Regions from separate parts of the Mus musculus genome. Here regions 2, 3 and 4 are each linked to region 1. The links are chromatin contacts, called in public HiChIP or PLAC-seq, Micro-C and promoter capture Hi-C maps. All regions are on one chromosome and are shown on one strand. Each heading gives the region's core, a stretch centred on a gene start, on an enhancer-like site or on the middle of the called end of the contact. The rest is flanking DNA. Distances are from core to core; before and after follow the strand shown. Region 1 holds the start of Cttnbp2nl (CTTNBP2 N-terminal like). Region 2 holds the start of Rap1a (RAS-related protein 1a). Region 3 holds the start of Inka2 (inka box actin regulator 2). Region 4 holds the start of Ddx20 (DEAD box helicase 20).

Evidence for each region. Promoter capture Hi-C pulls out the DNA fragments that hold promoters and counts their contacts. A called contact is a pair of places that touch in the nucleus more often than the background predicts. HiChIP or PLAC-seq counts read pairs in DNA pulled down with a chosen protein or histone mark.
Region 2: a Micro-C map of embryonic stem cells shows a contact between it and region 1, with 2.5 times the contacts expected there. The contact joins the promoter of Rap1a here to the promoter of Cttnbp2nl in region 1. A contact is called at or near these places in 4 of 39 promoter capture datasets (the 3T3-L1 cell line, hippocampal neurons, liver and 1 more) and 1 of 484 Hi-C or Micro-C datasets (embryonic stem cells).
Region 3: an HNF4G HiChIP or PLAC-seq map of pancreatic cancer cells shows a contact between it and region 1. The contact joins the promoter of Inka2 here to the promoter of Cttnbp2nl in region 1. A contact is called at or near these places in 7 of 39 promoter capture datasets (the 3T3-L1 cell line, cranial neural crest, embryonic stem cells and 4 more) and 5 of 115 datasets of contacts at active chromatin or transcription factors (craniofacial prominence, embryonic midbrain, embryonic stem cells and 2 more).
Region 4: a promoter capture Hi-C map of stem cell-derived epiblast-like cells shows a contact between it and region 1, with 4 times the contacts expected there. The contact joins the promoter of Ddx20 here to the promoter of Cttnbp2nl in region 1. A contact is called at or near these places in 11 of 39 promoter capture datasets (the 3T3-L1 cell line, 3T3-L1-derived adipocytes, cranial neural crest and 7 more) and 8 of 115 datasets of contacts at active chromatin or transcription factors (astrocytes, craniofacial prominence, embryonic basal ganglia and 5 more).

The regions. Positions count from the first base shown.
Region 1 is chr3:105,050,188-105,055,833 of GRCm38.p6, reverse strand. It overlaps Cttnbp2nl (CTTNBP2 N-terminal like), which reads left to right and starts at 2,881. Exons shown (of 6, transcript NM_001163332.1): 1 at 2,881-2,934.
Region 2 is chr3:105,799,217-105,804,862 of GRCm38.p6, reverse strand. It overlaps Rap1a (RAS-related protein 1a), which reads left to right and starts at 3,482. Exons shown (of 8, transcript NM_145541.5): 1 at 3,482-3,624.
Region 3 is chr3:105,702,028-105,707,673 of GRCm38.p6, reverse strand. It overlaps Inka2 (inka box actin regulator 2), which reads right to left and starts at 3,075. Exons shown (of 2, transcript NM_175398.4): 1 at 2,849-3,075. The coding sequence starts at 2,905.
Region 4 is chr3:105,684,959-105,690,604 of GRCm38.p6, reverse strand. It overlaps Ddx20 (DEAD box helicase 20), which reads left to right and starts at 3,034. Exons shown (of 11, transcript NM_017397.3): 1 at 3,034-3,481; 2 at 3,872-3,966. The coding sequence starts at 3,178.

The DNA.
Region 1 (5,646 bases), core at 1,632-4,131:
CAGAGAGAACATGCTGTGTTGTTCTAAGCCGCCCACTCGGTGGTGATTTGTTAACAACAGTTTATGACAGGGCAGTGACCAGACCTGGGTTTGTTGTCTTCATTTCCAGTATAACCTCTTTTGCTCTACCATGGCCTTCCAGGCCAGCAACAAACACTTAGGACATCTACGGTGCATTTGCCAATTGAGGAAAAAAGGGGGAAAAAATTGACCCAAATTGCAATCTTTTAGTACTTAAATGACATGAAGTCGTTGCCGGAACACGGGAACCATTTAATAAATATTAATGGACAAGCTGATTACACCAAATACCCCAGAACGCGGTGGACCGTGTTTACCTATTCAAGACATTGTGAGCCTATTTTCTCGCTCTACGTGCCAAGGACCCTAAGCTTATTTACAAGTTTTCCACATTAAGTCATAAGGTTCCAGAACTCACAGACACCGTTGAAGGCTGAAGGTTATCTGAGGCGCAGAGCCCTGCCTGTTCACTACCCCAGGGGTGATAAGTTGAAAGCCATCTAAACATTCTCAGGACTCTGAGTCTTACAAGGCAAGGATGACCTCATCCTGTTGAGCTTTTCTACCCTGGCTCAGGAATGGGCTTAAAGGAACCCGGAGCGTCCGTCCGGAGCTGCTCGGTGCTGTAAAGGATGTGGGTCACATGGTACTGTTTCCATTAGGTCAGCTTTGGAGTAGAATGGGTGGTGGTGGATTAATAGCTACAAAGGGAGGGAGAGGAAGGCTGGGCGAGCTGATTCACTGGAGCAAATCTTGGAGTGAGTCAGAATCCAGCAGAAAAATAGCCTGTTGTCCCACATCTGCCTCATTGTCTGGCAATGAGACACTTCCTCCGTGCATACCCACAGGCAAAGCAAAGGAAGGAGGAGGAAATGGATTCTTTTCAGGCTCCGTGGTACTATTCCTATACCTAATACTGTGACTTTAAATCACTTCGGACATTGTGTCCTATTCTGAGAGGTCTCCTTTGGCCATGGTGGTCTGCAGCACACTGTGTGGCCAAGAAGGATCTCAAATTCCTGCTTCTCCTCTGCCTCCATCTCCCACAGGATGGGATTTACAGGTGTGCACACCCTATCCAACAAGGCTGTCTTTCTGAATACAGAGCATGCTGTCTTTGCGAAACTCTTAGTGCTCTAGGTCATTGTTCCACAAGCACGGGGGCTGTACTGTAGCATCTCTGCATGCTGTCTCCAAGCCTGCAATGGAGTTGCTGGCTTTACTCTGCTGCTATGCTAATCACCACCCTTCCCTCTCAACAGGCCCCCCCACCACCCCCACCCCCACCCCCCACCCCCCCCCACCCCCGGTGGAAACTGGTGGCTGGTTAGCAGACTGTGGCACAGATTTGGTGTTATTCTTGTCATTTTTCTTTTCCAGTTCTTAACTCTATAGCCTTCCTCCGGTTCTCTTGGTTTCTTTGACTTCGTCTTCTCATCTTAATTTCTTACAGTGCTATCCACATTGCAGGGTAAGACAGTCTTCCCACACAGCACTGACACAGATAGTATATGGATGAACGAAGCGCTGTGTGGACAAGAAATACTGTTTGACTTCCTCTAAACCGTGATTACTTGGGCTGGGTATCTCTTTACCCAGACTGTAAACTGTACCTGTCTCGAGGGCTGTTTGCCTAGGGCAGTGGTTCTCAACCTTCCTAGTGCTACTGTCCTTTAATACAGTTCCTCATGTTATAGTGACTCCCTCAAACATAATTACGCTGCTACTTCATAACTGTAATTTTGCTGTTCTAGATTGTAATGTAGATATTTTTATAATGGTTGTCTAGGGGGTCGTGACCCACAGGTTGAGAACCATGAGCAGAGGGCTTTTTGTGTGTGTGTGTGTGTGTGTGTGTGTGTCCCTAATAGTCTCTTGCTGAATATTGTGAAAATTAGGAATAATGTATTCCGCGTAATATGTTACTTGTGCACTCAAATACTTGAGTTCTTATATGTACGTGTTACAAGTTCTTTAAAGCAATGCGGCTATTTAAACAGTTCAGTCACTTGTGGTGCTGAAGTGCAGGCTATGTATGGTAGAGTGCAATCTCTTCCCTCCAGGTCTTGTTTCTATCACTAAGATCTGCATTCCTGTGCTCAAGAGGCCAGCCATTTCCCCTCATCCTACTGTTCCGTTTCGGCTTCGTTACAAATGCATGGTCCACGGTATGACGGGGCCCAAACATATAAAATAGCCCCCCACATACATGAATGGCAAGCACAGTGTGGGGAAACACCAGGTAAGTTTGCAGCTATTTGGCTTTGCCCTGAAAGGCAAGTCGGTAGGGGTTATGCTCTCTACCAGGTGCTTCCACCCCAGCGTCTCCCTTTGTGTACATAGTGTGATGTGGTAAAGAAGATGGTCTTGCGCCCTTGCTTTCCAGCACCACACCCAAGGGGGAGAGAGAGAGAGAGAGAGGGAGAGAGAGAGAGAGAGAGAGGGGGGGGGGGCAAAGAAGACACGTTACTAGGTTTTCAATACTAATTCGAAAACAAACGCTAAAACTCACTTCTTTTATTCACATTTTAGATAAACCCTCAATTAAGCCACCACAAGGTGTTCCCAGGGTCCTGAAAAGTTGCAGAACCCGGGCGGAGACCAGAGCGAGCACAGACTCCAGCGGACCAGAGGAGGGTACTTCCTCCCGGAAGTGACGCCAGCTCAATCCCAGCCTGGCTCTCCCAAACAAAAGGGATCTTGCGGCCCCAGGAGGAGCCGGGATGACTTTGGAGAAGCCCCGCCTTCAGGCGGCGAGGATTGGTTTCAGAGCCGCAAGGGTAAAGCTATGATTGGCGAGGGTATCTGCCTGTCACTGCCGCCGGCGGGTAAGGGGCGGGTCCTGGGAGGCTGGGGATGGGGAGCGGGCGGCGGAGGCGGCGGCGGGGAAGGATCCCGGAGCGCCGAGGCCAGGTACGGAGCGTGGGCTCGGGGCTCTGCGGTGCCGGGGGAGCCGGGTCTCCGAGAGAGCCTCCTGGCCCGGAGCGTGAGTGGCTTTCAGCAGAAGTCCCTGTCGGGGTAGGGATGGTCCCCCTAGGGGGCGGGGCCGCCGCCTCCAGATCCCGGGATTCCCCAAGGAGGCGTCGCGGCATCCTCCGGGGTCTTTACGATTGTTCATTGTCTCTCGCTAGCCTCCGCCCCTCAGCAGGGGTCTCCTCCTGACCTGTCTCACTCTAGGTCGCCTTTTGCCCAGCCCTAGCCTCAGAGTGGTACTGGTGGGTACCGTTTTCTAGGCTGCAGCCCCCACCCCTATATTGGATCCCTGCGAATTCAGACATCCTTTCCCACATCTGTCCCTGCTGGCAAGCGTGGGTCCAGAACTAGGGTTCTGTATAAGATTTAAACACACACACACAAACCAGCGTTTTCCTTATGAGGGATGGGCGAGGGGGAGAAAAAAAGACGAAACCCAGACAGACACCTCCAACAGCCAAAGCGGCCTTTCCCCCTCTTTTAGCTCTTCCCATCCCCCAGCCTGTGATTGCTCCTACAGCCTCCCCAGATCCTGTATTCTCTTTCTGAGTGTTGAAAGCTCCCCGGCTTAAATTATACATTATCTTCTTCCCATCGCCCTTTGTACCTTTCTTGCCCTTTCTGTTTCTTTTGGGAGAAACCAGCTTTTAGGGGCTTTTTAGGTTTGAGTTGCCTTTCGATTTTGCTTTCTACCCGGTTTCTTCTCTTGAGAACTTAGTAGGGAAGCATCCGCATATTTCATAGCAAGGTGGGTGTGTTAGCTTTCAGCAGAGCTGGCCTTGTGTGGGTAGGAATGCAGTGTGTATTGTTTGACAGTCACTGAATAATACCATATTTTCAAATGAAATGGTGCCGAGGAGTCAGTAAATGCCTTTGCAGAAGGAGTCCCCATCTCCCAATTTGGAGTGGGCTGGTCCGTTGCTCAGGGAAACTGCAGTTAACCTTGAAGGTGTATGGCAGGTTGAAACAAAAGACAGGAAGTATTTGAACAAAATTCAGGTTCAGTTGGCTAGGTTTATAATTAATCTGGTCCTGTGGCCTCTGAGTACTGTCTCACCCCTCTTTTATAGTGGGATTTTACCCTCAAAGGAAACGAATATACATGTAATGTGGTGGTGTCTAGCACACCATCATCATCAACCAAAATTTAAAGCATTAAAATAAAAGGTACTTTTCAGTTTCAGAGAGAAGGGCAGATAAAAGCCTTGGGAATTCAATTTTCACGTCTCTGTAGAGTCCCTGTAAAGATCTACTAAAGTCTTTGGCATTTTAGCAGTTGCAAAGTACAAATGATTTTGTCCTGACATTAATGTCATTGAATCTCCAGTCATCATCTGTGGCCAGCAGTACCACCTATTAATTTTTCCATATTTTTAGCATTTTAAGTTTTTATCTCAAGTTCATTTTCCTGTTGGTTATTTATAGCTGATAGAGGCGAGGTGCGGAGTTGCAATCAGAGAGGGTGATTGTAGTGGCTGTTGTCTGCAGCCTTCCTGAGTAGACTTCCTGAAGGTAATTAGTTTTGAGTAGTCAGGTTCCTAGGTTTCAGAGCCACTCTAGGGGGCTGCAGATCTGTTCCATGATTGTTTCCAGATATGTAGTGAGAGGAAGCACAAAGAAGAAACTGTATGCAGGGTCTCTCCCACAAACACAAAGTTTATTGCCATAGGAGGGAGAGATACATTATCCCAGAAATAGCAGCAGGGGTTTAAAAAAAAAAAAACCCTAGAAGTAAAACAGGAAAGCCCTAAAAGATGTGTCTCATTACCTGAGTAGAGAAGGGAAATAAACTAAGGTAGGAGACGTCAGGAGACCCAGGGAGCAGTGATTTCCAGGGCCTGGACAAACAGGAGAAGCAGAGTAATCTCATTGATGTTTTGGCACAATAAACAAGACCTGTTTGATATACCTTTGGATCTGGAGGGTTTGTTTTATTTAATCAAGAGTGGAGCACTGTGTCTCGCTATGTTTCTGAAGATTATGTAGCCCAGGGTGGCTTTCCCGTTCCTGTTGGGATTACAGCGTGTACTCCGATGTTCAACTCTGGGAGAATTCGTTCCTCTAACCATTTCAGTGTCATTTTTGGTCATGTTAGATGAAGAAAAGCATTGTGTGCAGACAGTGTGTGTGTGTGTGCGCGTGTGCGTGTGCGTGTGCGTGTATGTGCGTGTTTAGTGCATTTCGTTAAATTATTCTTAGACTGCATGAAGTCTTTGTAGCTTCCACAGTGCCCAATACGAACACTGAATTTAGTCTAAAGTTCTCACCTAAGAGTCAAACTAAGACAGATAACATCTAATAAAGTATGGCACATCTTGTTAGTTTAAACCATCTGCCTTCTTGTCTTTGTGTAATTTGATTTTTCCATATCTGACATAATAGGAAATTGCAATATCTGAAGTGGCTAAAATATTGACTTTCCTATGAGAAAATACCTCTGGTTAGGTGCTGTATATAATTTCTTTTTTACTGTCATGAATTCTGAGCCATACTTATAAACATGATCAATTGTAGTCATTTTAAAGATATATATGTACAAGAATCTGACCTAATGGGGATGGAGTGAGTTCTGAAGAACATGTTAGGAACTATTGGTTAATTTTTATTTTAGTTTCTGGGTATTTGGTTTGACCCTAGTGTGCTGGCTAGTTT
Region 2 (5,646 bases), core at 2,233-4,732, 750 kb before region 1:
CAAGAAGAGAGTTCGTATAGCAAGAGTCTAGACTAGAGATGATCAATAAACCAATCAAGGGTGAGGGTGACGGAGCTAGAGAGAGCTGGCAGATGGGAGAGCTACACGATAGGAAGTATCTATTCCTGAGCTGAGCAATATAGAAGCCTCTAGCCATATGCAGCTATCTAAATATAAATCTAATTAAATTTAAATCAGATTTAAAATACAGCCCCTCAGTACATGGTCACATTTTAAGTATTTAATAGCCACCTGTGGATTATGCAGATAGAGAACAATGAAGTTCTTGGGGAGTGAAGACCCAAGCCTTGGGAGTAATCCTGGATTTGGGATGGTGAGGCAGGTGGTCTGTCCTAAGTTTGGGGCTAGCCTGAACTACACAATGACTACCAAGCCTGCCAGAGTTGTAAAACAAGACCTTGTCTCAAAACAAAAAACAAAAACAAACAAACAAACAAACAAACACCAAAACAGCCAACAATAAATGAAAATAGGCAGAAGGGTTATGTTCATCCCAGTTAGAATGTTCTATTGGACAGTGCACATTGCTTTGAGGGCGACTGGCATAGAGATAGGGACAAGGGATTAAAGGACACCAAGGCTTGGCAGGTTTGTGACTGAGAAAGGTGATGCCATGTGAAGCAGATGGGAAGACAGGAGGACCTAACAGATACTTCACATCTGTCAAACTCTAGGGACACAAGTGCCTTCAGGAATGATCACGAGCTCATAGTGTAAGGAAGGTCAAGTGTCCAATTTGAGGTCTCCCAAAGCTTTGCACAGGGGCCCCAGTGGTATCTAACTGGCTTATTCCTTCCTACGTTCTCTTTCTTCCCAGACCGTGGTGCTCCAGATGGTTGTGAGTGCCAGGTCTGTTCGTCGGCCCTAGAGGATCCGTAGCATACACACACTGTGACAAAGCTGGAGTCCCAAGGGCTGTGTGCTCTTTATGGAGCTCCGATGTGCCAGTCTGAACCCTCGTATCTTCACAGATGCTGCGTACTTCCTCTCCCCTGATTGCCTCACTTGCATCTGCTGGATCCTTGGAAAGTCCCCTCGCCCTCACTCACTTGATAGCTTCCTCTGAAAATATTCCTTCCCACGGGTGCCGCTGCTTTTTAGTTGGCCTCTTCTCTTTCACAAGTCAAGTTCCGGAGTGTCTCATCCACTCCCTTACATACCTCTCACTCCTCTCGCATTGACTTTCAGCAGCAAAACTCCAAGCAGTGGAGGGCACCTTGCTGAGTGATTTCAGTGTAGATATATGACCACCCCACCCCGTTAAGAGAGGATAAAAGGAAGCACACAGGCCAGATTTGATCTTATCCGTCAGTCCGCAGGCAACACCTACAGCACTGTGTAAACTGGAAAAAATAAACACAAGGAACAGGCAGGGCATGGATGCATGGATGCGTGGTGCGTGGGGCATGGAAAACTGACAAAAGACACCACTCCTAAGGGAGAACAGCTAGGAAAGTGCTCTTTCCTCAAGGCTGAAATTGTCCTACCAGGTACTCAGCCTGGTGGGCAAAATAAAGACTAGACTTTAGCTCTCACTTGTCCCCTTTGCTTTGCAGTGGGCTGTGCCCACCTCAGAATCACACTTACTTGCTCTGTGTCTGTGTCTTTGCTACAGAACAGTCTGTGACTCTCCTGTCCTTGTTCACATTTAAGGCCAACTGCTTCAGCACCGTGCTAGGACTTGTTGCTTCTTGGTTCCCATGGTTTCTCTAGGTGTCTCCTCTTGTCTCTGCACCGGAACTTTATTTTTCACTCTTAACACCACAAGGAAGTAACTCAGCTTTAAAATCCTGTCCCTGGATCCCCACACCATTCCCACTACTGACTGTTGCTAGGCTCAGCCAGCTCCTGGCTGTCTTCCTCGCCTCTCTTTCATTCTCTCAACACACCCCAATCAGACATTTCTCCATGTGATAACACTGGAAGGGTTTTCATTAAGCTTCTCAACAAACTTCAGGCCAAACTTGGTCAGTGGTTAAATTCCCAACTCTTGACTGAGGATGAGGCTCAGTGGCAGTTTGTCTAGCATGAACCAATCAGGGTGGCGGGGATGGGGACTGTGGGGTGGGGGTGAGGCAGAGATTGAGATTCAATTGTCTTCTTAGCTATTTCAGCAGTAGGCAAGGGAACTGACTGATCACTCCCTCTTTTCTAAAACAACTCCCTAACAACTTCCTTCCTTCCAAGGGGTTCCTCTAACCTGACTGTCAACTCTGCTTATCTTTAACCTCTAAGTTTCTCTTGGTCCTCTCTTCCAGTTACTCCCCATCCCTAAGAGAGTTTATGTAGACCGGAGGGTCAAATCATCTACATCCTGATGGATCTCAAATTTATATCTCAGACTCATCACCACTGAACTTTCTCCATCCCCCATAAAACTGAACTCTCAATTTCTTTGGTCCCAGCTTTGTTCTTACCCTATCTTCTCTCTTATTAAATGATATCAGTCAGCAGGCCCCCAACCTAAGATTCATTCCTAATTGTTTCGTTCGACCCTCTGCTTTCTCAAGTCTAAATCTATTAAAATAGGTTTAATAAAGCTAAAATAAACAAAATCTAAAATAAAATAACCACTCTTGGCCAATTGGACGAGAATAGCCACCTTAGACTTCCCCTGTGAACATTCGTGCTTCAGTTGGATATTTTACATACACAGTGAGACTCACTCCAGTTCCCGATGGGCCTGAAACTCATTGTGTAGTCCAGGCTAACCTCAAACTCGTGGCAATTCTGTTCCTGTTTTCAAAATGCTGGGATTCCAGGAGTAAACCACCACGCCCTGCATAAAGTTAACCTTTAAAAACATGAACTAGATATAGTTGTTTCTGGGCCCACCCTCTCCTCGGGGCTTCCTGTTGTCATTACAATGGCCCAAAGGCTCCACCGGGTCTGGTCGTTTGTCCAGATCTTGGCGCCTCAGTACTCTTTGGCCATAGACTCTACTTATCTATCCATCCTTTCGCTTGCATTTTGCTAGTTGTGAAATATGGAAGACACACCCCACCTCGGGGTTTGTGGCTGATTTCCTCTCAACCCAGGAAGGTATTCTTCTCATCCAGCCTCTTTTGGATAGGCTCGTTTCTTCATAGCACGAACAAAAGCATGCAAAGCCCTCCCTGGTGACCTGTGAATTTTGCTACTCTTTTTGTTGTTCGTGTTCCCTCTCCTGGGTCACGAGGATGAGAGCTCTATAAGTGACTTTCCCTATGTATGCCTAGGCATTGGGGACCTACTAGGCACTCAACTAACAGCTGTCCCATGGTTGCATCCCTTCAAAATTCTCTTTCTGATTTTTTTTTCCCTTCCTCATTTCAATGTTGGCCTTAACCACCTTCTCAAAGGCAAGGCCCCAGTTCCTGTTGGCACACTATGCCCCCCACCCTTTGAAGAACGGCTCCCTTAAATAGATTCCGGACACAGCGGGGAAGGCGGAGACCAGGGCGGGGGGGGCGGGGCCTGCGTGCTGCGTGCGTGCGCGTTCCGGAGGCGCCGCCGCCGCCGCTCCCGAGGCCGCTGCTCCTGCCGCCGCCGTGCAGAGCCCGAGCCCGAGCCGCGGCCGAGAGGAGGGAGGAGGAGGAGGTGGAGGAGGCGCCGGGCCGCGGGGTGAGTACGGGGTGCGAGTGAGGGGCGCGGACTGGCCGCACCTCGGTGGCCTATTCTTAACCGTCCGCGAGTCCGGGGCGGCGGCCGGGGGCCCGGCGGGCGGGAGGGGCCGCGGCTGAAGGCCGGAGCCAGCCACGCCCGCGGACCGAGGCGGCCCGGCGGGGCCTGCGGGACCGGCCGCGAGGGGCGGGCCGCGAGATGGGACGCGTGTCCGCGCCCGCTCGGCTGTCGTCCCCGCGGACGGAGAGGTGCGGTGCCCTCCGCGCGGCCTTTGCCCCGGCCGCCGAGCGCTGACACCTCTGTGTCCCACTCCGCCGCCAGCCCGGGTTCCCGCCCTCCCTGCCCTCTGTATTCTGCCGCTTGCCATGTGTTCGCCTTTGCAGCGTCGCTCTCGACTCTCTGATATCTGCTGCTACCCCTGAATTTTGTCAGGAAAGAGGCCACGGTGTGATTCCGGTCTTCCGCCCACCGAGGGCGTGTGAGGAGTGTGGGGTGGTGGGATTGTAGCTTGTCTCCTTACTCAGAAAGTTAAGGGCAGTGTCTTCTGCTGAGTTGTGTAATTGGCTGTTGTAAGGAGAAGAGCAAGGAAGGACAGTTGTGTCCCCCGCGTCCGCCCCCCCTCCTATCTGAGATTTCCTCACAGGATAGAAAACTAGAGTTGAGGGGACCTTTCATGCCTTGGAAAAAGAGCTACCGCTCAGAAACTGTGAGTGTATTGCCGTTGGGAAAGGAAAATCGTTTTGTCGCTGCTTTGAAGGAAGTACTGTGTAAGAAATGGAATAAAAGGGCAGGAGGTTAATGGGCCAAGCGGGACAGGTACCAACCGCTGTTGTCTGCTTCTTGGGTGGCTGAAGATACTGTTTTTATTAGAGTCAAAGTGTCGACTCTCAGAATTAACCAGGGGAGTTAGCCTTCAGAAGCGGGCGGTTAGAAGAGATGATGCTGGAAACAGGATTTGGAAACTTTCTTTGAGTTTCCTGTCAGAGTGTGTGGGGGTAGATATGCCTGTGAGTACTTTTTTCTTTTGATGTAATTGATTTCTGTAACACTTTGGTAGAGTAAGTACTAGATTAGGTCCCAGACTCTTTCCTGTCTTTATGCTCTTCTGTAACACTTTGTTTCAAAATTAAATTTACATTTTCGGATATTCTTTCTTAGTGTGACTCTTGTTTAGTTTAGTTCCTTGCTACTTCAGGTTCTGTTATGATTGTGTTCGTTAGCAAGGATTATACCTGTCCCAGCATTTGTCGAATGAGTTGAGTGGTCTGTTTACACATCTCTTATCTTTTTGAGAGAAATCTTTATGTTAAATGTTGCATTCCGCTTCCATTATAAAAAATGTCATTCTTAACCATTTCTAGAACATGGTGATGCATATGAACTCTTCCTTTGCCCAGGAAAAACAAAACAGACATTTATCCCCAGAATGTTGTATTCAGCTTCTGGTCTCCTCTAAAGCCACCCATAGACACCGATCTTAAAAGTGAACAGAGATCTCGATGTTATTCAGTTTCATATTAAAACTTTGCAAAAGTGCACACTTTTTGTGGCCTCAGGTGTGATCGTGCTTTCACCCTAAATTCTGAGGATTTTGGAACAAGGTTTAAAATTGATTTCAGTTTTATGAGGAAAAGTTCTCAGGAACCTCTCTCCCCTCCCCCCAATCTCCTGTGGCTCAGTGGTGTCACTGAGGAAGACCTTGAACCACCAACTCTCTTGCCTCGACCTCCAGAGTGCTTGGATCAGTATAGACTTCCCTGGTTTATGTGGTGTTGGGATGAAACCCAGCTTCATGCAGGGAACTTTTAGCAGTCATTTTGTTTGTAGTGTTGAGGAGCTAATCCAGAGCCTCAAGCAGGGTTGGCAAGCACTTTGCCCCTGAGCTATATCCCCGGCTCTAACCAGTAGCCATTTTTAACCAATACTCCCTAGTATATTTTGACCCCTCTAAACTCATAATCATGACTAATCAGACTTTTGTATAATCTATGTTTTAGTAATATGAGCATTTGAAAATCAAAT
Region 3 (5,646 bases), core at 1,826-4,325, 650 kb before region 1:
GGAACAGTGCTCTAGCTCCGGGAGTTAATTGAGCCAGGGTCTCTGAACTCTCAACCTCTCTCCTGCATTGATTATTATAATTCATGCTTCTTGCTTCAGGAAATTTGGCCATTTGGCTATGTTGGTTTGGTTTTGTTTTGTTTTGTTTTGTTTTGTTTTGTTTTGTTTTTTAGGAACAACTCTTCTTGGTTGAATTTCGGTGTCAAGGAAAGAAATGGGTAAAAGAGGGAACATGGGATGCCCTGGACAAAGACAATTTCACAACCTGTTAAAGTTGCCTTTTGCAACAGGTTCATCCCGTAGGGTCTACAGGGCATTCTTGACAGGAATTTAATACAATAAGCAAATGCAGACCTTAATCAGAATTGCATGAGGCATTCCTGGGCAAGAACCAGAAAGAAGACAGTCCTTTTGGATGGCACAGAAGATCCCGTCTGGAGTGAACCAACCGCACACAAAAGCCTGTATGTAATGTTTGTAATACTTAGGCCACTACAGCCTGAGAGTATAGAGAAGCCCAAGGGTCCCTATCCACGCCATAGCCAAGATCCACAAATTCAATCCCTACAGTCTATGGAGGAAGGCAGCTCAGGTGCGGGCCCAGGCTAACAGCACTTTGCTTTCCTCTTTGCTCCAATTAGGGATAGTGAGGCTCAGAGGTCAGCTTTGCTATTGGGATACTGAGGTGAGGCAGCAGGGGGTGAAACACTGATAGCTCTGCCCATTGCTCTGCTGGGACTCTTCTTCAGTAAGCTGATGGTGGGGAGGGAGCAGGGGACCACGGGGTGGGGAGTGAAGAACTTTGCCATCAGAGTGTCATTCTGGGCCCTGGGCCAGGCAGTTGGCTTCCTCTCCAAGATAGTCAAAGGCTGGAGATGCTCAGACAAAAGGCCAAATGAAAACCGAAGGGGAGTGGGTGACTTTAGTCTCTCCTTCTCCCAGGCACAGGGACTCAAGGCCTTGGTGGGGGTTTGCAGATCAAAATCTGGGAGCTCAGCTCAGTGCAGATTTCTTTTCTTTCTTAAAAAATTCTCTTGACATCAGCAGACTGTCTTCTCCCCCACCACCTCCCACATAGAGTGCCATAAAATGCAAATCAGTTAAGATTTAGAAAATCCATCCCCATGCCAGGAACACCCACAGACCCTCTATAGATGCTTCTCCTGGTGTGGTGGCATGATCCCAGGTGCCAGGCACAAAGAGGATAGATACTATTAGAATCTGTTCTTTTCTCAGCATGGGCTTTGATCCTCAGCCATGATCTTGGTCTTTCTGGTACTGGCCACGTGAAGTGGGACCGTGAGCAGGGGACTTTATTTATGGTCCAAGACCACCATCCCAAACTAGCATGGCATGCATATGTAAACTGATAAGGTACAGGACCTGGTACAGTTCGGAAGAGCAGCAAAGACGTGTTTTGGAGCGCTAGTAACTTTCATATCTGCATGTCATCACAGAAAGGGCTCAGAGGGAAGGACTAAGGAAGTGAACTATAACGTGAAAAGGCAGTCTCTTGGACCAGACCGGACAAGACTAGGGCCAGGTCGTCTTGGTCAGGAGCATCAATGAAAGCACCTGCTATTCTACTTCTGCTTCCTCTCTCCACCCTACTACCACCAAAGCCTGCCTGTTACACATTGCCAGGCAGGCAGAGTGGAATCTCTGCAGCTAGGACTGGAAAGGTTATCTCTCGGGATCTTAAGAAGCCTGAGCTGGGCACTCTCTGAATCCAGATCTGCCTGGGTGACCTGACTGAATAGAAGAAAGAAGGAGCTAAGTGAGCCAGGAGGGCCTACTGCCATGGGAGATAAAAATGAAGGAGACATTGAGAGGTGGAGTGGGAGGTAGAAGCTAAGGCAGTCTAGATGGAGAAGGGACGGGCGGAGCTGAGAAAAGACGCACATTACCTACCTATCTGTCTGAATCCTGGTGGTAAAGGAAAACCAGAAGGGAGGGAGAAAGGGAGGGAAGGAGGGGAAGGAGGAGGGAGAGGGGAAAGAGGAGAGAGAAGAGAGACAAGAGGAGAGAGAGGCAAGAGAAAGAAATCAGAATTCACCTGGCTTCCCTAACACAGCCTTAACAGTCACTTATCCCTCTTCAGTGATTCATCCCCCCACTCCAGGGTAGCATACTCACCCTCAGCACCCCGAGGCCCCGCACACTCCCAGCGCACTCCCCAAGCCCAGACCTGACATCTGGCCGAGCCTCCACAACTCCCGCTCCGCGATCTGCCAGGCGGCACCCCTCCTCCCCCGTCATTACAGCTGCCACCCCCCTCCCTGCTGGCAGACAAGCCCGGGCAGACAGCCGGCCAAGCCTGCCCCCGCAGCCGCGCCAGCTCTGCCAAGCCCAGCAGAGCTGGGGGCCCCGGGCGGTGCCAGCTCCCCACGAGCGAGCGAGCAGTCCAGCCTGACCTCCTGCACAGGGCAGGGACCTGTCTGCGCGCTTCAGGAGCCCGGCACCCGACCACTGGCGCCCGATGCCTGTGCCTGTCATTCCTGCGACTCTGGACACTTGAGCCTTACTCCGTCCGTGTGCCTGTCCCCTCTGGGTGTGTCCTCCTTTCTCTTCAGTTGTTCTGTCACATTCAACTTATCTGGGTGCTCTGACTCCCTGTTACTTGTCCATATCTCATCAGAAATCTTTGCCAAAGTTTGTTACCTCTGAGCAACGTCCCTAGCCTCTACCTACCAGTTGGCATCCTCTCTCCTCTCCTCTCCTCTCCTCCCCTCTCCTCTCCGCTTCCGCCCGGTGCACGGAGCGCGGGGGGGGGGGGGGGGGGCAAGTCAGGTACCTAGGTCTGGGTGGAGCAGTCCTCCCTGTCCCCAGGCTCCTGCTCCGATCTTACCAGCTCCTGTTTGAGGCGACGCAGATAGCAGTCCATGTCCTTGCTCTCCTTTGTCATTCGCCCATTTGCTGGGCTCGGGCTCACGAGAAAGTAGGGTTCTCAGTGCGCTCCGCGCCCTTATCCGCGCTGAGCCGAGCCTCAGCTCCAGCGTGGGGACTTAGAGCGGCGTTCCCCGCTGCTGCCGCTCAATGCCCGGGATAGGGGCGGAGGAAAAGTGCAGCAGCCAATGAGAACTCAGAAGGGGTATCTTCGGCCAATGGGAAGAGCGGTCGGGGAGGGGGGGTGCTCGGGCCTGGCGACCCGAGAAAGTCTGTCACCGGCCTTGCAGACAGCAGCAACTACTGGGAGACTCGCAGAGGTCTTGATTAGGTTCTGGGTTCTGTGGGGCATGGAACTGGCAAAGCCCCCAGTCAAGTGCATTCATTGTCTATTATAAAGGAAGAACGCAGTTTTAGGATTGAGGACTAGGACTAGGCAGGAGGGTCACAGTGTTGAATCTTAACTCCTTTCAGAGAAGAAAACGCTCTCCTTTGCCTTCCCCTTAAATCCCTCAGAAGCCTTTTCTTTCTAAAGAGGGTCCTGGAAGTTCACGGCTCCATTTCATCTCCTCCGGGCCCACTCCTCTCTAGCGCTAGCGGAAGGAAGCGGCTTCCGCTAGGTCTCAGCTGGTGTGGCAGTCTATTGTGTTCAAGGTAGACCTGGTGATACTGAGTAAGAGAGACAAGGTCTCAGCCTTGCATAACTTTTATCGTGGAGGAGAAGGAACTATGAGACAAACAAGTAAATATGAGGATAGTCACTTCAGAGAGCGAATTTTAATGGAAGATTTAAAGATGGGGTGTTGGGAGCTGTTTCAATAGAGTTGGCAGGGAGTGGAGAAACAGGCCTTTCCCTTCCTAGAACTCCCTAATGCTGGCCTTCTTGAATAGGGGAGAAGAGGACTTGAGGACGCTCTGAGGATAGTTGACAGGCATTTCCCTGGTACCCATGCAGTAACTCCTAGGGGTGTAAGGGGTGGAGTTGGGGCACAGCGAAAGGGGTGCTTCTGCAGGCCAGTCCAACTCGATACTTCTAAAGCCGGCCTCCTGGCCACTTGCCTGACTTAAGTTACCCTCGGTGAGCAAACACCTCACCATTCGGCCTGCCAGAGTAATTAGTAACAATTTGCTTTGCTTTGTTTCAAGAAAATTAATAGGGGAAAGTTTGCCCCTGGCAAGATTTTGGTGGTCTGTGTGAGACAGAACCAAAAGGATGCAAGAGAAGCCGCGAAGGGAGAAAGCAGACACTGTGGACATTCATTTGATGCCAGCCAAGATCACTTCTTCAAAAACATTTAGGGGGTAGGTGAAGAACTTGGTGACTGTGACTATGCTCCTGGCCTATCTTCTCACTCCTCTTCAGAGTGATGTGCCAGTCAGAAAGTTAGGCTGGACGGTGTTGGTGCTGTTGAATCAGTTCAAGAAAGTAGTGGGTCAGAGCAGCATCCTCCACCATGACCCTCCTAGGAAACAGAGGTGGGTTCCCCACCCTGAAGCCCCACCCCTTTTACACAGTTATATCTTCACCCTGCAGAACAGCAGCCGGTTGTAAGGAGCTCTCGGTAAACATTTGCAGATCTGTGGTTTTCTCCATCCCTGAAACCTGGGCATGAACATCTTTGGAATTTAGGGTACTGGCTGTGGTTGAACTGCCAGGAGAGGCAAGCAGTCTGAGCTCTTGACAAAAATGTAGCACTGTGGTTGGGGCAACAACTCAAATGCTTTCCTGGGCCTCAGTTTCCCCTGCATATCATTTAAACCCTTGTGAGTCTAACATATCATACTCCTTACAAACCTCTCTGCCTTTTTAAAGATTTATTTTTATGTATGTGTGTGCCACATGTGTGCAGGTACCCTGGGAGGCCAAATGAAGGTACAAATCCCACACCCTCCCCCTGGAGCAGCTGTTTACAAGCAATTTTGACTCTCCTTCCTTCCTTGTGAGTGCTAGAAATGGAACTTTGGTTTTCTGGAAGAACAGCAAATGCTCTTAAGCACTGAGCCATCTCTCCAGCCCTACAAAACTGCCTTTTGACGACCACCTGCAAAATAGTCAAGACGTAAGAATACATGTCCCATTGTGCAGGTGAAGAAAACAGCATTAGCAAGGACTGCACACATTTCATCCGCTCTGAAGATGGAGACTGAAAGACATAACTGATAACCACAATCTCTGTACAGAGATCACAAGAGATTTCCAGATAAATTAGGGGTACACATATTGTTGTATGGCTCCCCAGGATGTTGGAACACAAGTACCAGCAAGTATCTGAAGTCCTTCTATAATGCTGGGCCATTGCAAGTCTGAGGTTAGTGTGAGTAAAGAGAGAATAGGTCCCCATCTCTCCTACCTCTATCTCTCCTTCTCTCTCTATCTCTACTTCTTCCAGAAAGCAACAGCAGGGAGATGAACTGCCTTTCTGTTTCTTCCCTTTTTAAGGGCCTAAGTGATAGAGAATAAAGCCTGTTGCCATGGTTAAATAAACATGGGTAAATATTCCTGGCCTGAGGACGGGGGCTGGAGGGACATGGTTCAGTTTTGCTGAAGAGGAATCAGATGGTTCAGCCGCCATCCTCCCACCTTCTGAAACTCAGCCTAGAGAGAGACTGTGACCATCTCAATTGACAGTAAATCCTAAAGGGGTCAGAGGTCTTGAAACTGGCCACAGGCATCATTCTCAAAGGCATGTACAGTTGAAATGGACCCTGCAAAAGGCACGTGGGCATCTGCTCCAGGCAAGAGGGGATAAGTGGTCTGTA
Region 4 (5,646 bases), core at 1,785-4,284, 630 kb before region 1:
TTCTGGCTTGTATAATCTTTCTGCTGCTTCTGTGATGCTCCCTGAGCCATAAATGCAGGCGCTGTGCTGTAGATGTTTCCACTGGGGCTGGGCTGATCCACTGATCTCTGCTTTGTGCCCAGTGTGGTTTTCCATGATGGACTCTATTTGCTCCTCTTCTTTTGTTTTTTTTTTTTTTTTTTTTTTTTTTTTTTTTTTTTTAGACAGGGTTTCTCTGTGTAGCCATGGCTGTCCTGGAACTTGCTCTGTAGACCAGGCTGACCTTGAACTCAGAGATCTGCCTGCCTCTGTCTCCCGAGGGCTGGAATTAAAGGTGTGCACCACCATCATCCTGCTAAGAGAAGCTTCTTCTAAAAAGCTATACTTGTCTATGAGTGTAAGAATGAGATTTAGAAATGTAGTTAGGAATTATGCTGGTCTAACAAAGGGGTGTTAAGAAGTTCTCTTTTAAGATCTGTGACCTCACCAGCCCCAGGAAGTTGGGCTAGGTTTCTAGTACCAGGTGTGGTTTTGCTCCTATTGAGTGGGCCTTCAGTCCAATCAGAGAGCTGTGAGTTACCACAGTGATGTGAGTGCCACTATCGTGTCGTTATGGATGTCTTGCCATAATCCTGTTGTCACTCATAAGTATGTCAGATGGGTGAGTGCCTTATCTTCTTTAACTGTGAAATGGAGATGATAGTACCCATCTCCTGGAGTTGTGAGCTCCTCGTGGAATGTGAGTTTAATAAATGCTAGCAGTCACCACAGCCATCATCATGTCCATCTCCTTTATCCCCATCAGAATTATCCTCCACCAACATCAACCACACTGTTGTCTCCTTCCTTTCTTACTTTCTCTGTTTCATTTGCGTTGCTTCTCTGTCTGCAGAGCATCCCGCTAGAAGAACTTCATGGCTCACGTTTATAGGAGCCCATTTCTCTGTTTTTCTTTTTGGGTTTATAATTGTGAAGCACGGGGCACAGATTGAATACCTGAAGACACAAGCAATGATCCTTTTAAAGATGTCATCTGTTGCTTACTACCCTACTGTAACTTTATTTATCCTCTCATTACCTTAACAAAAAGTGTGTTTCTAATGATTCTATAAATGTGAGAAAATATCTTGAAAAGAGAAAGGAAACGTAATGGTTAACATTACCTATCCAATTGACAGGATCTAGCATTACCTGGAGATGGGCCCTGGGTGATTATCTCTGCTAGGTTAATTGATATGGGAAGACATCTTAATAATGGCAGGGCCATTCTCTCTTGGGGATCCTGGCATGTATAAAGTGAAGAAAGCTTCACACTTGCAAACATCCACTGTTCTCCGCTTCCTGAAAGTGGATGTAACGTGACCTGCCACTTCAAGTTCCTACTGCCTTCACTTTTCCACCATAATGGACTGTATCTTCAACCATGGTCCAGAAAACCAAAACCAAACCCAAACCCAAACCCAACCCAAACCTTCTCCCTAAAGGTGCTTTTGGCACAGCAACAGAAAAAGAGACTGAGAGAGAGGAAGAAGTGAGGAATGAGTTTCACTCTTTAACTGGGAGTGTGGTTAGACAGTGAAGTGTTTGTGTAGTATGCCAACATCATGGATTCAACTCTTAGGAAAAAGAAAGATAAAGGAAGTAATTTCTGTGCCTCTGAGGTTCATGGTCTGGACAGGGAAGCCCATCTAGAAGGGTTTTGCAACAGTTAGGATGACCAGAAGACCCAGGGTAGATACTATGGAGATGGTAAAGGAGTGGATGAGACATTTGGAGACACAAGTATTTGACAGTAGTTTGATAGAAAGAGGGTGAAGGCAAAGCAAAAAGGAATCCTCAGATTTGTCATCTGTGGATTGGGTGGGTGAAAGATGTGGGCAACTATGAGGAAGCTTGCGATCTTTAGTTCCTCTTCCTTCATTTGGATAGTGGACGTTTGCTTAGTGCTTTGTTAATTTCTAAGCAAACATGTCTTAGTTAGGGTTTCCATTGCTGTAAGGAGACACCATGGCCAAGGACATTTATTGGGGTTCTTTTACAGGTTCTGAGACTCAGTCCATCATCATCAATGAGAAAAGTAATAAAGATATGCTTACATTTGGAAGCATGACTAAAGCTTTGTTCTAAGAGCTCTTTCAAAAAACAGTATTTAGTACGTGCCAGATTATGTTTCTCCTACCAGAGACAGAAGGGAACAAATCAGAATAGCTTTCTGTCCTCATGGAAAGTGTGTGTGGGGGTGGTGGTGGGGGGTGGACAATAAACATTTTAGGTAGTTGTATCATGAAGAACCTGACCAGGTATGGTGGCACACACATGTCATCTCAGTATCTGAAAAGTTGAGCCAGGAGGATTTCCAATTTGAGGCCAGCCTGAGCGGCATAGGGAGACTCTGATTTAGAAAATAAACAGACCAACTAACTAAGCCAATCAAACCAAATAATCAAACTCGGGGATAGTGGTGGGAATAATGGGAAAGGCCAGGAAGCAGTCAGGATGGAAACCACTCAAGATTTCAAGAAAAGCCTCTTTGACAGGGTGACACATGAGTGGGTCTAGAGGAAGGGAAAGTGGTGTGCTAGTTGCCCACCCCATAACGGAGGAAGGGCACACAAAAGATCCGTTGGACCCGAGACGTCTATTAGCCTAGGGTTTCCGAGAGAGCGATCAAGCAGAGCCTAGGAGTTGGCGTGCAGTCCAGGTTTCCACTTAAATATCAGGAGACTTCCGTCACGCGACAGGGTACGGATCGCGAAGACTTCGGCGTGGCTACAGCCGAGCTTGACCCAAGGAGCCGACTCCAAGCCCAGGCGACGGCGACCGATTCGCGAGCTGCGTCACAAAGCGCGTCCTGGGCGCTCGGGTCTGGAGCCCCGCCGCGCGGCCAGGCACTCAGAGCCGCGGGAGGCCGGCAGCGGGCGGCGCCCACCAAGGGCACGCGGCGCCCTCTGCAGGCCGCAGGCGGCAACACACCGGTAGCCTCATCTTCCCTCGCTCTTCCCGCCTCTTTCTCAGGCTACATTTTTTTTTTTTTTCTGCTCCCTCCTAGAGTGACAGCCTCCGACTTCCGTTCTTCCCCTCCGCTTCCAGGCGTGTCCGTGTCTTCTCCGGGAGGCTGCCAATAAAGTTTTTCTCCTTCTCGCTCCCAGGAGCCCCGCCTCAAGTCTAAATATCGCGAGATCTGGAGGCGCGGCTACCATGGCGGCGGCGGCGTTTGAAGTCCCGGCGGCCTTGACAACCTCCGAGTCCACTATGGCTGCGGAGCGTGCGGCCGCGCCGGTGCAGGCTGTGGAGCCGACTCCGGCATCCCCGTGGACCCAGCGGACCGCACACGACATCGGCGGGCCGCGCACACGTACCGGGGACGTGGTGCTGGCGGAGCCCGCGGACTTCGAGTCGCTGCTGCTGTCGCGACCGGTGCTGGAGGGTCTGCGGGCGGCCGGCTTCGAGAGACCCTCTCCGGTGCAGCTCAAGGCCATCCCGTTGGGGCGCTGCGGGCTCGGTGAGGACCGGGGCCGGCCGGCGGTGGGGGGAAGGAGGGGACGGCGTGGCCCCCGGAGAGCTCCGGCTCCGCGCCATCGCGGGGCTAAGCCAGGCTCTAAGGCGCGCAGTTGAATTTGAGGGTAGGACTTTCTTCCAGCATGGAGTCCAAGTTGGAGAAGGTGAGCGGCAGAGATTCGGGGCGCAAAGGGCTGGGGAGGTAGCTCGGTGGTTAAGAGATTGGGGCATCAAGCACACCTCCTGCGCGTTTGAGAGTCAACCAAAAATACAGGTGGCAACTAGGTCCTCATGGCAGAGAACCTCTTCATTCTCCTTTCTCGTATTTGGTATCTGGTGGCATCAGTAAATCTAGGTAATAATATGTAATATATATAATTTTTTTCTTCCTCAGATTTAATTGTCCAAGCTAAGTCGGGCACTGGAAAAACTTGTGTATTCTCCACCATTGCTCTGGACTCTCTGATTCTTGAAAACTATAGTACTCAGGTGAGTCTAACTCAGGATCCGGAAGGGGGTGTGTAGCACGTGACTCTATTGAGAGTCGTGACAAACTAGTAACTCTTCCAGATGGTGAGTTTGAAGAGGCCGGACCAAAGCGTATGCAAGTTAGGGAAGTAAACTAGATGGTCACGTCGGTGAGTTGTGGCCAAGGCTACGTCCAGTATTTTAAAGTTGGAATTTTCTGTTATAAGTACATCTCGACCATTTGTCAGTTGGAATCGTACAATTAAAAATTCATTTACTTTCTGACTAGAGTGGGATTAGACATAGAAGGTAGAAGTTCTGGATTAGTAAGTACTGTGCTATGGCAGAAATTTCAGGTGGTTCTTAAAGCCTTGTGTATGTGTTGTATTGATCTCTCATTTTCTAGGTTGCCTCGGGATATGGTTTTAAGATTGTCCTACTCAGCTTTGGGTTTGGGGGATCATTCTTTAAAAAGCTTTGTTTAGCCATTGTTACATATAAATACTATAGTAGGCACTAGGGATTAAACAGTGAATAAGATGTGATCCTGACACTGTCGTCTGGAGTGTGTAGTGATGGCTGACTTCAAAAGGGGGCTTTTGAGATGGTCGATCTTCAATGTGATTCCTTTAAACCCAGGATTCTTGTATTTGTTGTCTAGAATCTTTGAGTTCTATATCCACGAAACCGTGGGAGATAATGAATATACTTTTTAAAGTACATTGGCTAATTTATTTGAGATTTAGGATGTGTTGAGAGTTTTGGCTTTGTAATACTTGGCAACAGACAAAATCCCAAACTTGAGTAAAAATCATATTTTTAAGGTATATTATTAAAATAATTAGTGCCTGTGTATTATGTAGTATCAAAGTAATACTACATAATAATTTATAGTTGGGAAAATCAGAAAGAGAGAGAGAGAGAGAGAGAGAGAGAATGAGAATAAAGTACCCAAATCTGTGATGTGTGCCCAGAGTTAAGGGATTTTTAAAAAGTCTTATTTCCTAGTCTTTTTTTTTTTAAAACCAGTATGTTCATTTCCAGTAGTTACATTGCAGTTTGTACTGTGTGGTGCTTGGGGCCTTTGGTACCTAACCTTTGCAGTTAGCTTTGAGATATAGTCCTCTCACAAACCTTTAATCCCAGCACTTGGGAGGCAGAGACAGGCGGATCTACAGAGAGAGTTCACGAACAGCTAGAGCTACACAGAGAAACTGTCTCGAAACAACAACAGAGAGTATGTGGGTCTTTCTGCTGTTCTTCATGTATATCTTACTACTTTTGAATTTGTGTTTTCTCTTCCTAAAGCATTAGTGTGTCCCACAGCTAGCTCTGTGCTATACATTTAGGTTTCTTCTCAAATGTTACCTCCTTATGGGGCTCCTAACACGTTTGTTTGAGGCAGGCACACTTGGAATAGTCCTAGCTGGCCTGAAACCTAGACTAGTCTTCAACTGAGGCAATCGATTTCTGTTTCTAGGGTAGTAGAACCTTCTGTGTGTGCCGACACTCTCGATGTAAAAGGGCTTTCTGATTATCTCATTTAAAACCACTCCCGGGCTGGTGAGATGGCTCAGTGGGTAAGAGCAACCGACTGCTCTTCCGAAGGTCAGGAGTTCAAATCCCAGCAACCACATGGTGGCTCACAACCATCCGTAACGAGATCTGACTCCCTCTTCTGGAGTGTCTGAAGACAGCTAC